3 separate regions of the Zea mays genome follow, and all the other regions are linked to region 2. Evidence: chromatin contacts called from public Hi-C data. All regions are on one chromosome and are shown on one strand. The core of a region is the stretch at or near the end of the contact, and the rest is flanking DNA. Distances in the headings are between cores, read along the strand shown. Region 1 holds the start of LOC100191874. Region 2 holds the start of LOC100193491. Region 3 has its middle 14 kb from the start of LOC111591222.

Evidence for each region. A called contact is a pair of places that touch in the nucleus more often than the background predicts.
Region 1: a contact with region 2 is called in a Hi-C map of bundle sheath, with 3 times the contacts expected there. The contact joins the promoter of LOC100191874 here to the promoter of LOC100193491 in region 2. A contact is called at or near these places in 7 of 25 Hi-C or Micro-C datasets (bundle sheath, leaf, root tip and 1 more).
Region 3: a contact with region 2 is called in a Hi-C map of endosperm, with 4 times the contacts expected there. The contact joins the enhancer-like site here to the promoter of LOC100193491 in region 2. A contact is called at or near these places in 4 of 25 Hi-C or Micro-C datasets (endosperm, leaf, root tip and 1 more).

The regions. Positions count from the first base shown.
Region 1 is chr3:109,667,375-109,670,507 of Zm-B73-REFERENCE-NAM-5.0, forward strand. LOC100191874 reads right to left here and starts at 1,254. Exons shown (of 7, transcript NM_001137298.1): 1 at 1,059-1,254; 2 at 782-949. The coding sequence starts at 1,229.
Region 2 is chr3:108,964,908-108,967,861 of Zm-B73-REFERENCE-NAM-5.0, forward strand. LOC100193491 reads left to right here and starts at 1,267. Exons shown (of 9, transcript NM_001138605.2): 1 at 1,267-1,624; 2 at 2,467-2,682. The coding sequence starts at 1,538.
Region 3 is chr3:109,647,376-109,650,643 of Zm-B73-REFERENCE-NAM-5.0, forward strand. No RefSeq gene overlaps it. Among protein-coding and RNA genes, the nearest start is that of LOC111591222, 14 kb to the right of the region's middle. Within about 2 kb of position 1,561, at least 17 of the 20 cell types and tissues checked have an H3K27ac peak or open chromatin away from gene starts, as enhancers often do. A contact at or near this core is called in endosperm and leaf, where this site is marked.

The DNA.
Region 1 (3,133 bases), core at 4-2,503, 700 kb after region 2:
TATATAGTGTTATATATATGACTATCCTGGAATACACAGGACGGCCAGGGGGGCGATTAGGGTCGATCAGGGGCGACTAATCGCCTTGATCGACGCCTAATCGCCCAGTGGGATCGATCATGCGATCAGGCGATCTGAAAATTATGGTCTGGAGAAGGGATAAATTGAGGCGAGCCTTCCCCCGCAAATGTGGAGAGGCTCACAAGAAAAGAAAACCTACATGAAGGCTTGTTAGATAAGTATGTGCATATCTCCTGTATGGTATATATATCTTCTTTATGGTATGCATCACCACAGCTATCAGCAAGTTAGTACTCTTCTAAAGTTGTGTATAGAAAATAGAGATATTCTTGTTAGTTCCTTGACTTGTACTTTAAGCTGCTAATTGTTTTCTGTAATCTGGCACATGGTTGTTGTCGGGTCGCTACTGTATAATATGGACCTGTGACGAGCCTAGTTTGTCATCCACATTTACATAATTTTACAAGACTATCACACCAAAAGGCATGTGTGTAATGTGTTCTACTTTTACAAGCAAACTTTTTATTTCTTGTGTGATATACATCAGCACTACATGCTTATTATGTGAAGTGGGTACGTATAAGTAACACGATGTCTGTAATGTCACAGTATCTAATATTTGGTACTACTATAAGCAACATCAATTGGCTGCAACTGCAGGGATCAAATTACTCAAACAGTGTCATAACGATATGTAACCTATGGTTAGGGAAAAGAAAAATGAATCCAAGATAAGCATATGGAATGGAAGACAGTGTACCTCAACCAAGTCCATGTCCATCCTGATCGCAAGCTGCAAGGCTTCATGCCGGGGGAGAATGTTGTGGCCTTCATCCATGACGAGCCTGACGAAGGGAGCGGCGATGGCGTTGTTCATGCGCGGGCCCGCGCTGGCATCGTCCTCCTCCTTGCCTCGCTTCCTATTGGTCTTCAAAACCGAAACGGGACGGAACGGGTCACCACAAAGCCCACGGTCACGAGGCAGCGCGGCAGGGAAGGCGGGGTGAACGGAGGCAGCAGCGAAGAGGGGTGCCTACCTGAGTACCAGGCGGAGCAGCGAAGTGCCGGAAAGGCGGGGCCAGCGGGGAGCGTATGGGAGTGGGAGCGGGGGCGGCGAGGGCCAGTGGGGGAGGAGGATGGGGACGGTGGCGGCGGAGGTAGGCGGCGGCGCGGAGCGCGAGGGATCCGGCGTTGCGCCGGAGAGCCATCCTTTTTTTTCCTTGCCTTGTGTCGCCGGGCCCGGAGGGTTGCGGGACGCTATGGGGGCCCGGAGGACCTTGCTCTGCTTTGTCCTCGTGGGGATGGGATGGGCTTGGCTGGGCTGGGCTAGACGGGCCTTCCCCCTCATGATCTCTGCCAGGTGGGCTTTGGCCCATATGCCCGCTGTTCGGTCGAGTAGGTTGTGTCCATGTCCGGATATTTTGTATTTTAGTTTTTTTTAAAAAATCGCGTTTAGATTTCTGGACGAATTAATATTGTTTTTGGACCTTTTGCTCGTCGCCACAGCCCGTGGCGTTGAGGTATCACGTCTCAGCGTCATAGTCTGTGGCACCGAGGTACGTGTCGCGCTGGCGGATAATGCTAACGCAACACCATCGTGGTCCCCTAGCTCGGCATCATAAAACTTGGCGCGAGGCTAGGATTTAGGCTCGGACTGAGCTCCTCCTTCCCATTCTCTCCCTCACCTTCGCTCACTCACTGCTACCGCCCAATCTTTGTGCTTCACCACCGCAGGCCTCGCCCCGATCCCCGCTCCGACGCCAGCCTCGAGCGTCGTGATGAGCCGCCGCCCCGAGCACCCGCGTCGTCGCCCTCGAGCGCCGCGCTGCCACGAGCCTCCACGCGACCGTCACGTGCGACGTCATCGGTCCGGAAGCACGCCATCGCCTCGCCAACGTCGCCTTGCCTTGTTGTCGCACCTTCGTCTCCTTGAGGTCAATGTCGCACGCCTAGGTTTAGTTTAGGTTAGTACAAACTTTACTCTAGGTTTAGTTAAGTATAAATGTTAGTTTAGTTACAAATTTTACTCTAGGTTAGTTTAGTATATATTTTAGTTTACTTTAGTTATTAAGTTTAGTATATTTAGTTTAGTTTTGTGTAGTTATTTAGTTTGTTTAGTATATATTTTAGTTTGGTTTACTTTCATACAAACTTGCTAGTTAGTTTTTGTACTTGTTTGTGGACTTAGTTAGTTTAGTTTTGATTAGTTTAGTATAGTTAGTTTATTTTTGTTTAATATGTTTAGTTTAGTTTTGTTTACTTTAGTACAAAGTTGCTAGTTAGTTTGTGTACTTAGTTACATACCACTAGTTAGATAAGTGAATGTGTATGTCACCCATCGTGTTGTTCGTTTCTCTTCAGGTTTTAGAAACCTCACCATATAGGGGAGGTGCTGCCGAAATTTTTATTGAAAGTAATATGTTTTTTTGTAGATACGAAGCCATCCGACTCCACCTCCGCCACTGGTAGTGTCACACCCGTTTCTAAGGGGCAGAGCCGGGTGCATAGCATATGTGTGCCAGGATCTATTTCCACACATATGTTGATGCCACAAGTGTAATATATCAAAAGAACAATGCATAAAAGCGTAAATAACGATTATATTAACATATTACACTTTGAACAGACATAATGTCTTAACCTTTATTCATCAAAGTACAGCGAAACATGGACATCAAAATGCAAGGTAACAAGGTAAGGCTAAAGTTAAATGCGGTTAGCATTTTAGTTGGTCAACATTTTATTAACAACACTTGACTTACTAATAAGTGTGAATCCCAAGTATTCCCATTAAACAAAGGTATAAGAGTATGTCAAAAACACTTAAGTGAAACCACTTAAGCAAACCATTGGCAGATCATCGGATCTCGATTTATTTCCATCTTCAAGTTCAATTATCATGTGAGGAGTCCAGGATGCTCATAACCGTGAGCACGGCTGATTTATCAGTTTTACACTCTGCAGAGCTGGTACAACTTTACCCACAAGCCGTGTATCCCCTCTAGCCTGGGTCGGCCAAAACCCGTAAACACTTCCGAGGTGAGTGGCTAGGGATCCACTATGAGGCTTTCATAGAATACTCTTAATGCTAAGCAACCTGCTAAGGTTTCTA
Region 2 (2,954 bases), core at 17-2,516:
TGATTTGAAATCATCTTATCATTGAAAAATTCGTGTGAAGTTTTAAAATTTAAAATTTAAATTTTGTAAACAACATCGGATGTAGAAACTATCAAAATAAAACTTGTAGATCTTGAAAAGTTATGCAACTTTATAGTTGTCACATTTTCAAATTAATTCATTTAGTACCTTAAATAATTAAATTACTCTCGGTTTGTTATAGTACACGAGGAATGAAAACATAATATAGACATAATTGATTTAGTCTTGTAGTGGTAAAGGAGAGTATGCGCGCGAGAGAGGTTGCGAGTTTGAATCTTACCATTACAAAACATGTAAATTTGATTCAAAATAATAATGAAAAATGTAAATTTATTCATATAATTTAAAAAATGTTTTGCTACCGAAAAAAATACTCGACAAAGAACTATTTGCCGAGCATTATTTGCTGAGTGTAACATTTGACAACGTCTTGCCAAGTGTAAAATGAACACTTGGCAACGTCTTGCCGAGTGTAAAATAAGCGGCGAAGAACGTGATTCAAGTAGTATAACAAGAGTAAGCCATGCCCGGCAGCTCCTTTTGCGTCGCCTAATAGGAGAGCTGACGAGTTGCTGTCGGTGACGACCAAACCAATCGCAATGAACTCACGACACAAGAAAGAAACACAACGAGAGTTATATGGCTTGTTATACGCACACGTATGAATATAGTATTGTGGATGTAGGGCCCAGCGCACGCATTATGATTATATGGAGCTTACTGTTATAGCACTACAGTAGTGTTTCCTTATATATGTTAGCTGATGTTCAGAACAACGCACAATGAAACAGAAATGAGACAGGCGCCGCGGATTATAGGGTAGGCACAGGCCAGCCAATCAGTAAGCTAGCTCTCCAGCTCAACATGTTAATCGATCTTTGACCAGGGAAAAGGCACCACCCCATCAGCATCAAATATAGTAAGAGGTTTGTTATATGCCTGAACAGCAAACGTCCGGCGTGCAGAGCGCCTTTCACTGCTGCTCTGAATTTCATCATCCAATGAGCATGAGCCACTACTAGTGTCAATAGGCAAGACGGTGTGCCGTGCCACTAGGCAAGTACGGCTTGGTTCATCCCTGCTGGGCCAATTGGAGCCCATTTATATGGATGGATCCTTGGAATTGTTTGATCCATCGGATTGTTCCTCTGTGGAAGCCCAACTACACTCGAGTGGTACCGTACGCCATTCACCCTTTTACGAGAGGATTGTTCTATTCACGAGAAGGGCCAAGACTAGTAGCATCTTGTATCGTCATCGCCGTGATCCCATGGCACCTCTTCCCTTCGCACTCCGTGCCCGGCCGCCGTCCTGCCCATACGCCCATACGGGTAATGCCATACCCCATCACAACGGTCCGTCTATCCCTTCCCTTGGAAACGTCCACGCATCCTCCGTCTCCGTCCCCATCTCGCGAAGCTAGCGGGAATAACAAGCAACGATACCTACGACGACCTACCCCCCTTTCCCTGCTCTCTCCTTCCAACTCTTGTTTCTGCAACGCCAGGGCGCAACCATGGGTCAGCAGCAGCAAGGGCCGGCGGCCAGGCGGATGGCCACGCTCGCCTCCCACCTGCGCCATCCCTCCGTCTCTCACCCTCAGGTCAGACACCGCGCTCCCCCCTCCCTCTTCCACCTTTCCGGCTCGTTTAGTTCGACGACCTCCGTAACAGGGGACGGCGGCGGTTCGCTTGGATTCGCTTCGCCGCCGCCCGCCCGCCCTCCCGTCTCTCGACTCGAACGCCAGTGAATTCGAGCCCCAAAGGTCAAGGGGATCCTTCGCCGCAGCGCGGGCTCGCCCAAAGCAGGACCTTGGCATCAAAGGAGGCTCCTTTGGTCCTGATGGGATGGGAGCCGTATAACCATATTAACTTCCAGTGCCACCACTGTCTTGGATCGTGGATCGGGTTGTGCATGCCTACCAGTACCAACGGCCGAATTGTTTTGTATGGGGATTGCTGATTCAATTCCTGTTCCTGAATGTATCCACTGCCAAATGTTGACCGGACAGCTACATATATTTACTGCATTGTGCGTGGTGGTAGTATCGCTCTCGCATTTTACTGAACTGCACCTGGAAAGTAGTTTGTGCGCCTAAATGTGCGCAATTCTGTCAAGTACCGGAATCCGATCGAGTCTCTTAGAGTTCTAGGTTTCGTTCCTTACTTTCTGATACTTGAATGACGACACCTACCTTTGTAAACCACATGTGACATGGTTTTAACAGAACGTCACGTGGATCTAGTGACAAACACAAAAGCTTCCTCCTCATCCTTTTTGGAACCTTTTAAATTGGTTGCCAACGACCTGTCTAGGGATTTTAGAATCTTCTCCAAACTAGTCACACTGATGGGTGATGGGTTCCCACCTTATTCAGACTAAAAATGCACTCTGGGCTCTACTTTTCATATCTGCTAAATTTTCTTATGTTGCTTTGTTTTGAAGATGGAAGATGTTCCCCTCTTGAGGGGATCCAATTGCCGTGCAAAAGGTGCGGCGCCAGGCTTCAAAGTCGCGATCTTGGGTGCAGCAGGTGGGATTGGGCAGCCACTTGCGCTATTGATGAAGATGAACCCTCTTGTTTCGGTGCTCCATCTATACGATGTCGTCAACGCACCTGGTGTCACAGCCGACATCAGCCACATGAACACTGGTGCTGTGGTATGCTTAACTTTATCCGAGACGGTACATTACTGTTGTAGCTAGTTGATGGTACACCTCTACTGCAGTTGGTTCCCAACTGGATTCTTAGGTCATATTTAGAGGACATAAAGTGCTGCAGCCTGCATCTGCAAACACATATTAGCTACTGTCTACTGTACTTAAGACTCGTTCTGAAGTACTACAATTTTCCACTGGAATGCTTGGGAGACAAATTGGAGTTGCCTTGTGAAATGCAGTCACAATTTTTTTACCTGGATATCTTCAGATAT
Region 3 (3,268 bases), core at 311-2,810, 680 kb after region 2:
TCTTAATTGAAGTAAAGTGTTAATTTTTAGTGTTTGGAGACAAAAATCCGATTGGCTCCCATTCACACCCCCCTCTGGTCGCCTTACCGGTCCTACATATTGAATTGTTCGTGTATATATATATATATATATATATATATATATATATATATATATATATATATATATATATATATATATATATATATATGTTTGAATACTGAGATTGGATTTCTAATTAAAAATAATAATAATAAATATATCTATATACCTATATATAGATTATCTATATGCTTAAAGAGATAAAATAGATAAGTAAAATATAATGGTTGCCTTCATGCTAGGGGTTTTTGTTTGTGTGCATTCAACCTGGAAATTCAAACCCCAAATCAAATTGAATTAGGAACAAATTTGCAATTTGTGATTAGATTTGGAATAGAAATTCAAAAAGGAAAAGAAAAAAGGAGAATAAAACCCTGCTGGGCTGGAAACCTCCTTTTTGGCCCATTTTCCCTCCTTTGCGCGGCCCAACAGTGGACCCCTGTCGCCGACATGTGGACCCGGGTGGCACAGCCACTCCACCCCGTTTCACCGATTGGCGGGGCCCGCTGACCGGCCTCACCCCGCGTGCGTTGCCTGCTCCTGGTTGGCTAACATGTGGGGCCGTTTTGTCAACCGTCTCTCACCCACGCGCATGCCCGGATTTGCCACTGCTGTGTGGGGCCCTTCGCCAGTGCCTGCCCGCTAGGCGCGTCGCTCACCTTGGTCGCTGTCGCATGGGTCCGATGATAGGTGGGACCCACGTTACAGGGGCATCTCCCAGATAGGAACAGCACGGACCGAGCGGCGCGCAATTCGCGTGGGCCGTTGTAACCGCCACACTGTGGGCATCTAGCTTGGGGTCGGCTATGTATACGCCCTGCGCATTAGCCTCGGGGTCATCCCGCATATACGCCTGCGCACACGCCGGGGTAGCCAAGCATGCTACGAGAGTTTGGGAGAGGAACAGTGGGCTGCAGCCGCCATGGACCCTTATCGATGGTGTTCGCTTGTGCGTGAGGAAGCTGTCGCTCGTGTCACCGAGGGAAATACCGCCTCATTCTCGATGAACTATTCGTCGGAGTTCTCAGACCACCGCCAAACTGCCTCTCGCCATGATGTGGTCTCCACGACGTGATCTCCGGTAAGTATAGGGAACCTTTGTTTTGATTCGCTATCCGCTTTGCGTAGAACTTGCTATAGAAAGGTAGCATGCACTGGTACTCAGTTGTCGGAGCGCCTGCAGTCACGCCACCGCATCCTGCTCACTCGCCGTCACGCGGGCGCTGCCGGAGGTAGAAGACTGAGGTAGGAGAAAGAAGACTAGTCGTTAGATCTCCAAATAGACGCACTGGATTAGGTCAAAAATAACGTTTCGCCCGGGTTAATCCTAGCCATCGATCTTTGTGTTGGTGACCTAGATCAAAATGAAGAACACCCCTTCACCGGTTGTATTAGAATCGTTGGATCACGGGTAAGCGACCGGGATCGGATCTGGTCATCGTGAATTTTGGACCGTGGATCCTAGATCTGGCGGCCTCAGTTTAGTACCGGTTCGGTTAGGGATAGATCTAATCCACACCGTAGGTTGAGGATCCCATGGCCAGGGTGTGTTCATACCCCTTCGGCTCACAAATTTGCTAAAGAGCCCCGAGCAAAACAATAAAACAGCCCACAGTCCACGCGTAGTAGTAAAGTATTTTACTTAGGTCCCGAATTATTGTGAATTAGACCCTGAACTTTTCCAAGAAATCCTAGCCGCAGCTCAACAATTCGGTTAGGTATATAAAATAAATCTGGTAATCGGTTTTAATATAAAATAAACCTAAAAACTTGTTTATTGCATAACTTACTCACTTTTACTCTGAATTACTCCACTCAAGTTGTGTTAGCTTCGTATAAATATTTACTACACAGTGACAACATTAATTATACCATATCGCCTACTTTTATAGTTAGATATTTATTAACCTATGTCTACTAGATTAACTCTTCTAATCAAAGCTAAAATGTCCATAATTATAATTTGGTTAAAATATGATCACTAGACAAGTTATAATTAAGATTAAAGTTGAATTAATTATTTTTTCAGATTATCTTTATAAAATCAACACAAGACTTAGTTTTAATTACTTAATCACGTGGGTCTTCCGAAAATTATACCTCTTTAACCATAACTCTGATTTTAGTAGTTCTCAAACCCACGATCTCGTAGCAACAATTAGAGTATTATTATACAGTTTGTTCTTATGTTTGGTGTGATGTTAATTTTGCCTATATCATGTTTGTTTGAATTGCTACGAATAGCGGTGATGTCACGAGAATCTGAAGATCATCTTGGTACCTGGGAATCTCAAGTCTAAGGCAAGTTGCTCACTTGATTACTTTTATTTACCCAATAATGTTCTCTATAATCATTTTGGCATGCATAGGCTTAATTTTGATGGGACCCAATAGGTCACCCTAGTTTGGTCATCTTTACACCTTGTTCACCCTTGAACTTTTGGGTAGTCTTTGCTATTGCTATATATGGTTTTGGGATCAATATTACATTATGATCATGTTCCAATTATACTGTGGTTTTAATTATTGTTCATGACAAGGTTATTATGTTGATTGGAACATCGAGCTTAACTTGAGAAACACGTGCCACCACAAGGGTGGAATGGGACGCCCTTGGCTGACTAATTAGGAAAGCTAGTGGAGGACTATCTTACCCGAAAGGGGCAAGGGCAGTAGGGGAGTAGGCGTGTAGGGAGGTTCTCGGGTTGACTTTGCTGCGATGGCGGTCAGACGGGGGATTCCTGCATTGCTCTTACTAGAAACTGTAGCGGGTTTTCTGAAGCTAGTGAAACTTTGTAAAGGCCTCGTAGTGTTACCCTGCCTCGTCTCCTCGGTAGAGGTGAATGGGACTTCTAGACCCCTTGCTAACCGAGTGACATGACTTGTGGGTAAAGGGTACCACCTCTACAGAGTGTAAAACTGGTATACTAGCCGTGCTCGCGAGCAGCTCAGGACTCTCGCATGATTAGTTTATGGAATTAAATTCAATTTGTCATTTGCATCGCATTGTTATTTATTATTATTTTTGATATATTATTACTCTGGTTTGGTATCTACTTATACTTAGTAACTACTAATAAAATTTTGACCAACATTAAAAGCGATGCTCCACTTTAACCATCCTCTTTGGTAAGCCTTACACTTAACCTGAGCTCCCACATTTGGCGAGTTCATACACATTATTCCC